Linked DNA regions of Mus musculus: region 1 is linked to region 2. The links are chromatin contacts, called in public HiChIP or PLAC-seq maps. All regions are on one chromosome and are shown on one strand. Each heading gives the region's core, a stretch centred on a gene start, on an enhancer-like site or on the middle of the called end of the contact. The rest is flanking DNA. Distances are from core to core; before and after follow the strand shown. Region 1 holds the start of Nle1 (notchless homolog 1). Region 2 has its middle 27 kb from the start of 5530401A14Rik.

Region 1 (4,337 bases), core at 273-2,772, 1.1 Mb after region 2:
GAACTCAGGCCCTCTAGGAGAGCAACCAGTGCTCTTAACCCCTGAGCCATCTCTCCAGCCCACCCCGCACCTTTCTTTTTTTTTTTTTTTTAAAAGACAGGGTTTCTCTGGTTAGCCCTGGCTGACCTAGAACTTGTTCTGTAGAAAAGGCTGGCTTAGAATTCACAAAGACCTGCCCGCCTAGTCTCTACCTCCTTGGAAATTTCTAGAAAAAGCTTTTGAAGCTTTTCATATTCTTCTGTTGTTGGAGGTAGAGTCTCTCTATGTAGCCCTTGCTGTTCTGGAACTATTTAGATCAGTCTGGCCTTGAACTCACAGAGATCCGCCTGCCTCTGCTTCCTGAGTGCTGAGATTAAAGGTGTGGACTACCACCACCTGGCTCAACTGTTCTTATTCTTAGAGTCCTACAAGAAAGGATTCATAGGGAAGTAACAGATGCAGAAACCTGACTTCGGAAAGGAGTAGTTCAAACCAAGATAGGCTCTTCTGAGCCAGGTACTATTCTTAGCCTTTGGGGACCAAACCCCAATAAGAAAGTCTGTTACTTGCAACGTGAGTCCAGACCCCAAGTCTATGACAGGCAGGCAGCCTAAGACCCTGTGAATAATAACTCAGGATGGTCCTCTCCACCTGTCAGAGGACACACCTCCACATCCCAAAGATTCTGCCCATGTCCTTACTTTCCTGTGGGGCTGAAGGCCACAGAAATGACAGCTTCGCTGTGACCCTCCAATGAGCTGGTGCACCGCGTCACAGCCCGGACCCTGAAGACAGCTTGGGGCTGGTAGATGATATCGACGATTTTCTCTGTCTCCACAGACTGGGACTCCAGCGTCTTCCCCAGGGAGGACACAATCTCAGCATCGTGGACGTAGAACGCCAGGGGCAGGGGCTCCTCCTGAAGGCAAGAACAGAGTAAAGAGGAACTCTGCTCGGAGGGATGAATGCCTGCCCTCAGCGGGAGTCGGCTCAATCCCAACTACTGCATACCACCATGCGACAAATTTAATCCCGCTGGGCATCTCTGTAAAATGGGGATGCTTATGTTGGGCTGTGACAAGAAGTCACGGAAACACTGCATCCGACGCGTTCAAAACACAGCCTGTCTGTAGGTGAGTCGGCGCGGAGAACATTTTTCCTGGGGCCGATCCACGCCACCGACACTGTCGGTGAGCAGCTGGGTCCCCGGAACACCGTGGCTTCGTTTTGGGGTGCTCACCTGGGCCAGCAGCGCGTTGCACACCAGCTGCAGCTTGTCCGGCGTGATGTCCACTGGCACGTCGAACGGGGAGCCCAGCAGCTGACCGCCCTCATCCTGGAACTGTACGAGCAGCCGCTGCACGTCGCCTGCCGCCGCCTCTTCCTGCAGAATCAAGCCGCGAGACTGTCAGTCCCCCTCCCCTCCCCTCGGGCCTCGGTACCCCACGCGGAGACCCGGCATCCCCGCCCCGTGCGCGTACACCTACCACCACCGCCGCCGCCATCCTGCGTCCCCACGTGGAGGAGAACCGAGGCGGAAAGACGGAGCGTTAAATCCATGTCGCGCCGGGCAACCTCCGGCTACAGCGCCCTCTCGTGTTCGGAGGAGTCAAGCCGCTCTCGGAGGCCGGGATTGCCAATGGTGGCCTCCCTTCGCGCCTTCTTTTCACAGTAGCGATTCTGGCCAATTTTAGTCTCCAAAACTCAGAGAAATTAATTGATTTGCCCGCCTAGCTCACAGAGGCAGGAGATGGTGGAGGATGACACTTCCAGGGTCCAGGCAGCAGGGGTGAAAATACAAACCAGAAAACTATTGGGTTGAGGCAGAAACTTTTATAGGTGGGCTTGTGGGATTTAGTTTGTGTATGTGTGTGTGTGTGTGTGTGTGTGTGTGTGTGTGTGTGTGTGTGTGTGTGTGCGCGCGCGCGCGCGCATGTATGCATGTATGTATTGAGATAGGCTGAGGGTGTGTAGCCTAAGTAGACCTTGAACTCCATGATCCTCTTGTCTGTGCCTCCCAGGATGGGATGCTGGGAATATCGGATGGGCCGCGGTGCCCAGCTGTTTTGGGATTTTTTTTTTCTGAGCTCTTTCAAGGTGTGGCCCTCTCCTGTATCTGCTTTTGCATAGGCAATTTATTCTGTCTGGAACTTTTGTGGACAGATTTGAGTCTCTGCTCTCCTCTTGTACAAGTTCAAAGAATATAGAGCCTATAAGGAACTATTAAATAGGTTGTGGTAGAACATGCCTTTAATCCAGGCTCTTGCGAGACAAAGACAGGCAGATAGATCTCTGAACTTAAAGCCAGCCTGGTCTACAGAGTAAGTTCCAGGACATTGAAGGTCTCCAAAAGAACTCCCTGTCTCAGACAAACAAACAAACAAACAAACAAACGAGACTAATAAAAGTTGAAGAAGGCCAGAGGGACCCGTGTGCTCTTTGGAGGCTTTTCCTCATCTGAGAACAACGACTCCATTTGCTAGGGACGCTGCCTTCTGGCCTTCTTCACATTGTTTATCTCTCGGCTTAAATATACTCATTCCTACATGCATACATTCATTCATCCGACAAAGCGAATTGAGCCTCTATTCTTTGCCAGATAGTGTTCTCAGAACTTTGCATAGATTAGTTCAATTACTTAGGGAAGCCTTTCCCAGGACCCTGTCTTTCTTTTTTTTCTCTTCTTTTTTTTCTTTTTTCCTTTTGGTTTTTCGGGGACCCTGTCTGTCTTGTCCTGTGTTTTCCAAGTTTTCCGGCATTTTCAGTCATTTCCTCATTATCAGTCATGTCCCCCGGTATATAGGGGACACAGAAGAAACGCTTGTGGACTGAATTATGAAATCAGGAATTGAATGTAGGATCCCTTGATCCAAACGCCACAGAACCAAAGCTTCTTTGCTTGCAGTGGGATCCTTTGTCAATACCTCATTGCTTGGACCACAAATGAGGTTCCAGGCTTGGGATCCATCCCATGAAAGCAGAGCATCTGTCTATCCACCCACCCACTTACCCATCACTATCCAGAAGCTGTGTGTTAGGATGGACGTGGCGCACAGCTCTGGTTCCAGCTATAGAGGTGGCCAAGGCAGGAGAATTGCTTAAGTCTAGGAGTTTGAAGCCAGTCTGAAGGCAGCTTCGAAAACAAAGGCGAGAGAATCAAGAAACAAACAAGCTCACGTGTTAGGACTAGGCCTTTCATTGAACAGGGCAGTGGGACCTGTCCAAGGTCACATAGCTGTGAATCCATATTCTAAACTCACAGTCATACTTGCAGAGGCTATTGTGGGTGTCCCTGTGTGTGGCTTTTCTTCAGTATCTTTCAGGTGTGTTTTGAAATATACTGGAAGTATGGGGAGAATAAAAGGGAGGGGAGCAGAGCATAAGAATGAAGATCCATCTATCTATCCCCCCACTCATTCATTCATTCATTCACTCATTCATTCATTCAAAACACCAGGGCACTGTCTGCCAGGCTTTGTACCTGGGATGGTGATAGAAGCTCCCCAAGAGCAATCTTGACCTCCTGGAGCAGACACCGAAGGACAGGAGAGTTCTGACTCTCCATGAGGAAGGCCTTTTAAAGTTGACTGAGGAGAAATAAGCAATGCCAGCTCCCAGAGACACCCATCCACCACGGTGATGGCCACTTCTGTAGAGGGAGCCTCTTCTTGTCTTGGGAGAGATCTGGATCCAAGGAAGGTGGGCTACGGTCCTTGAGCTCAGGGGATTCCAGGTATGACTTAGTCCTTACCCTAGGAGGATGGAATCTAATCCAGAGGAAGAGAGCCGACATCCAAGGGAGTCACAGCCAGATGGGGGACTGGGTGTGTTCATCAACGCAGACAGGGAGGGATGGAACACAAGCATGCTCAAACGGCAACCTGCTCACACACACCCGCTCAGACACGAGTCAGCAAGTCCTGCTGGGCTGTGAACAAGTATGAAGAGAAGCAAGAAGGGATCTTCCTCTGCTCTGCTCTCCCCCTCCCTCCAGAGAGTCCTTTCTGGAAGTCTCCAGAGGGACCTGGGCAGCTGCTGTGTGTCCAAGTCTATCAGCCCCTCAGCTGTCACTCTACTCCCAAAATAGCAGTAGTAGTGGTGATGGGGGGAGGGTTGTTTATCTGGGGACGGAGGTGGGGAAGGGGCATTATAACTTGCCTAGGCAGGGCAAGTCTCCAAGGGATATTCCTGTCTCTTCTGGATCTTTCTCCCACACTTTGAGGTATGAGTCTAAAGTCTTCCAGGACTGCCCCTGAGCGAGGTGTTCGAGGGCCAGAGGCGAGTCACCCCCTTCACGTGGGCATGGATGTCCAGTCCAGGCAGGGGGAGGGCCCTGTATCAATGACAGCTTCCAGGAG
Region 2 (4,531 bases), core at 169-2,668:
CATTCCTCATTCACATAGTTCACTGTTCTGTTGGAATACATCTAATTTGTATATGAATATGTGTACTGTAACATTCATAATTTGTATATGAATATGTGTACTGTAACATTCATAATTTGTATATGAATATGTGTACTGTAGCATTCTCATTTTTTATTAATTCCAACAATTTCCTGCCAGATTTAGGGATTTACAGAGAGATTGTATATTCTTTCCTGTTTGCATATCTCTTATTTATTTTTCTTGCCCAGTGCTCTCCCTAGCACTTCAAATGCTTTGTTGAATAGATATGGCAAGAGTGGGCATCCTTGTTTTCTTCCTGATCTTAAAGAAAATTGTTTCAACTTTTTGCCCATTCAGTTTCAGTTTTGGGCTCAACACATGTGCCTGCACTTCACCACTCTTTCTCCACATAATTTGCTCATAGTTTTTGTCCCATAAGGTTGTTGAGTTTTGTCAAACACTTCTACGGTTACAGAAAAGGTCATGGTTTATCCTGTTGCTCTTTTACTGTTAATGATATGGTTGAGACTTCTTTCTCTTTCTTAATAAATCAGTCTGTCCGAGAGTTTATTATCTTCCAGGTTATACCCAATTCACAGACATATAATTATTTACAACCATTTATTATGATAGCTTGTGTGGTGGTCTGAATGAGAATGGTTCCTTCAGCTCTTAGGGATTGGCATTAGTGGAGGTATGGTCTGTTGGGGTGGTGGTGGGGTTGGAGGAAATGTGTCACTAGGGGTCAGGGGTAGCTTTTGAGGCTTCATAAGCTTAAACCAGCCTAGATGCTCATTGCCTCTTCCTGCTGCCTGCAGATGTAGATATAAAACTCTCAGCTCCTTCTCCAGCATTATGTTTGTCTATGGGCCACAGTTCTTCCTGGCATAATGATAATGAACTAAACCTCTGAACTCTAAGCCCAATTAAATGTTTTCCTTTGTAAGAGTTGCCTTGGTCTTGATGTCTCATCACGGCAATAAAACCATAACTAAGACAGAAGTTGGTACCAGGAGTGCTGTATTGCTGTGATAGGCCAGACCATGTTTTTGTTTAGAGGAATTTGGACTGTGGAATTTTGGATTAGAAAGGCAGTTGAACATTTTAAGTGGAGCTTAATGGGGCATAGTAGGATTATGGAAGACAGTGGTGCTGAAGGTGATTTGAACTGTGGTGCCTCAACTCAAGAGGTTTCAGAGGAGAATAATATTAATATGTGGCCTATATGTTCTTGCAATATTTTGGTGAAGAATGCAGTTTCTTCTGCCCTTGACCAAACCATCTGGCTGAGACTAAACTTTGACAGACAAAATTTCCAAAGAACCTAGTGTGTAGCTATTGGTAGCCAGTCTTATGCAGATCTGCAATGAAAAGGAGCAAGCTGGTCAAGGAAAAATGCAAAATCTATTGTTGCAGGAGAAAAGGAGCTTTAGGAAGTGAAAACAGGTCAAAGAAAAGCCTGATGCTAAGTGGAATAAAGGGAGTGGTGCCCTCAGAGCGAGACCCCCACCCAGCTAAGCTTCCAACTTGTGAAAATGAGTTAAAGAAAAGTGAAAAGGAATTAAAGAAAAGCTTAGGGCCAGGTATAGTGGTGCATATCTTTAATTCCACTGCTCAGAAGGCAGAGACTTCTGGATCTCAGAGTTCAAGGCCAGCTTGGTCTACAGACCAAGTTCTAGGACAACGAAGCTTAGGCAGTGAAGGAAACCAACCAAAGCATAAAGCTGGTAAAAATGTATTTGAACAAGGGCACCCTGTTCCAGCCCCAGCAAGCAGCAGAATTTGGCAGCTTCATCCTCATGGTTCTGGTTCTGGCTTTATAGTCAAAGACATAAGAAAGGGGCTATGAAATCTCCCTCCATGTCTCTTCCTTAGGAAAACTACTGAGACCTGGTGTGTGTCAGGGATGCCCCTGCATGGAGACCTAGAAAGGCCACTGGGTGAAGCTTTGAAGATAAAGCCTGGATAGCCTTGGAGATGCCAGAGCCGTGGGATACCTGCTGAGGAAAGCTTCTAAGGGGGAGTGGAACTAGCCCAAGAGAAAGAGTTGTGTTGCAGTCGACAAAGCTGGAAGATCTGAACACTTTGATATCAGACATGGAGATGCAGAGGTTTAGAGTTTGCCCAGCTGGTTTTTTTGGTCTTGTTTTGGTCCCATATTTCATCATTGTGCTCCCATTCCTCCCTTTTGGAATGGTAATGCATATTCTGTGTCATTGTATGTTAGAAGTATGTCATCTGCTTTTGTCATTTTCACTTTACAGGGTGTTATAGTTAAGAGATTGTTTTGAGGATCAGAAACTTAGAACTTGGGAGTTTTAAATACTGTCGAGACCATGACAGTCTATGGGAACTTCTGAAGTTGAACTAAATGCATTTTGCATTTTGATACAGCTGCAGGCCTTTAAGGACCAGGGAGTAGAATGAGGTGATATGAATGAAAATGGTCCCCATAGACTTATAAGGAGTAGCATTACTGAGGATGTGACCTTGTTGGAGGAACAGTGTCACTGGTGGAGTAGACTTTAAAGTTTTAGAAGCTCAAGCCAGGCCTAGTGACTCACTGCCTCTTCCCGTTGCCTGTGGATCCAGATGTAAAACTCGCAGCTACCTCTCAAGCACCATGAGTTCTCTGCATGGCACCGTGCTTCCCACCATGCTGATGATGGATTAAGCCTCTGAAACTGTAAGCCAGCCCCAATTAAATGGTTTCCTTTATAAGAGTTCCCATGGTCATGCTGTCTCTTCACAGCAATAAAACCCTAACTAAGACAGCTTGCTTTTCAGGAGCATCAGTTAAAGGACTTAGCCCTCATTTCTAATCTTATTCACTTGAGTTTCTCTTTGTTTCTTAGTCTAACTAAGAGTTTGTCAGTTCTCTCTTTCAGAATCCAAACTTGGACTGAGGAGATGGCTTGGTTAGGAAGGAGCCACAGTGGATCCGAGAACCATGCATGCATGAGTGAAACAAATCTTTCATGAGCAGATGAGTTCTGTCCCTAGAATGCACATGTGAAAAGCAGGGAGTGATGATGTGTGCTTGTAATCCCAGCTTCCCCCCCGCCCTCACCAGGAAGATAAAGATAGAATCATCTGAGGATTCCTGGCCAGCAACTCTAGCCTATTCATTGAGTCCAGGCTCCCAGTGAGGGACTCTGAAATCATCAGTATAGACATCTCCCGAAGAACAACACCAGAGGTTGTCCTTAGGCTTCCATAGCATGTGCAGACATGTCTCCTGCACACTCAGGCACATGCACTTGCACACACTACGCACAAAGGGCATATTTGGTTGTGTTAGCTGGTCTCTTTCTGTCTTGCTAGTTTATTTCATTTATGTTCACTCTGATCTTTATCATTTTCTTTTTCTTTGGATTTTGTCTCTTTCTTGAATTTCTTGCAGTTAAAGTCTGGCTGCCTGCGACAACTCTTTATCCTTCCTGTAGACACTACTGCAGGCTTCCCTTGTGGGGACACATTATCATCTCTGCCTCTCACAAGTGTTGCCATGCCAGGCTTTCATCCTCATTTCTCTCTTTTTTTCTGCCTCCTCCTTTGACTCTTTCGACTGGTTATTTCAAATACGTTGTTTGATTTCTACATATGTGGAAATGCCCCTTGTGTAATTGACTTTTGGTTTTGTAGCTGTATAAGTGAAGTGATAGTTAATATGATTTCTGTCTTCTTGGACTTGTGGCCTGATTTGATGTATTGCAGAGAATGCCCTGTGTGCTCTTGAAATGGATGTGTGGATGGAATGTTCTGTACCTGTTGGCCGGGTTCATTTGGTCTGTAGTACAGTTCAAGTCGATTGTTTCATTATTGATTTTCTGTCTGGAAGATCTGCCCTTTCTTGAGCGCAGAGTGCTAAAGTCCTCCTCTATTGTTTCCATTTCTCCTTGGAGTTCTTGTTTTATGTACTTAGGGGCTCTGCTGTTAACCGCATGACTTTAGTCATTACTAAACTATCTATCCATTGGTTAGTTGACATTTTTGTAATTATACAATGACTTCCTTTGTCTCTTGTGTCAGCTTCCACCTTAAATTCTGTTCTGTGTAGGGACTAGAGCAACAGCTCAGTGGTAAATGCATTGGGTCCTCCTCCAAAGGACCTGGGTTTGATCTCCAGCACCCACCTGGCTCAGAACCATCTGTAATTCCAATTCCAGCAGGGAAGGGGGATACAATGTACTATCTGCTCTCCAAGGTCACTGCACACAGGGTACAGGAATATATGCAGGCAAAACACTCACATGGGCAAGAAAATAGAATAAATAAAAGTTAATGAGTTTAAAATCCTATTCTGTGTAACAGGCATATAGCTGCAGTTGCAGAGGTCTTTCCTTCCGTTTGCTTTCAGCCAGTAACAGTTTCAGTCCTGAAAACTAGAGAGTCCCTCACAGACAGGCATAGGGCATTCTCCTCTGAAGGCTCTCTGATCCATGAAGTCATTGTGTCTTTTGTTTAGAATAGTTAATATATTTACATTTTAAGTAGTTATTAAATAAGGGTTTAAAGTTTGCTTTTT

What was found. HiChIP or PLAC-seq counts read pairs in DNA pulled down with a chosen protein or histone mark.
Region 1: an H3K27ac HiChIP or PLAC-seq map of embryonic stem cells shows a contact between it and region 2, with 2.8 times the contacts expected there. The contact joins the promoter of Nle1 here to the enhancer-like site in region 2. A contact is called at or near these places in 5 of 39 promoter capture datasets (the 3T3-L1 cell line, hippocampal neurons, maxillary cranial neural crest and 1 more) and 1 of 115 datasets of contacts at active chromatin or transcription factors (embryonic stem cells).

What each region holds. Positions count from the first base shown.
Region 1 is chr11:82,906,873-82,911,209 of GRCm38.p6, forward strand. It overlaps Nle1 (notchless homolog 1), which reads right to left and starts at 1,523. Exons shown (of 13, transcript NM_145431.2): 1 at 1,467-1,523; 2 at 1,220-1,363; 3 at 681-898. The coding sequence starts at 1,484.
Region 2 is chr11:81,831,158-81,835,688 of GRCm38.p6, forward strand. It overlaps a transcript of Asic2 not described here. Among named protein-coding and RNA genes, the nearest start is that of 5530401A14Rik, 27 kb to the right of the region's middle. Within about 2 kb of position 1,419, at least 3 of the 459 cell types and tissues checked have an H3K27ac peak or open chromatin away from gene starts, as enhancers often do. A contact at or near this core is called in embryonic stem cells, where this site is marked.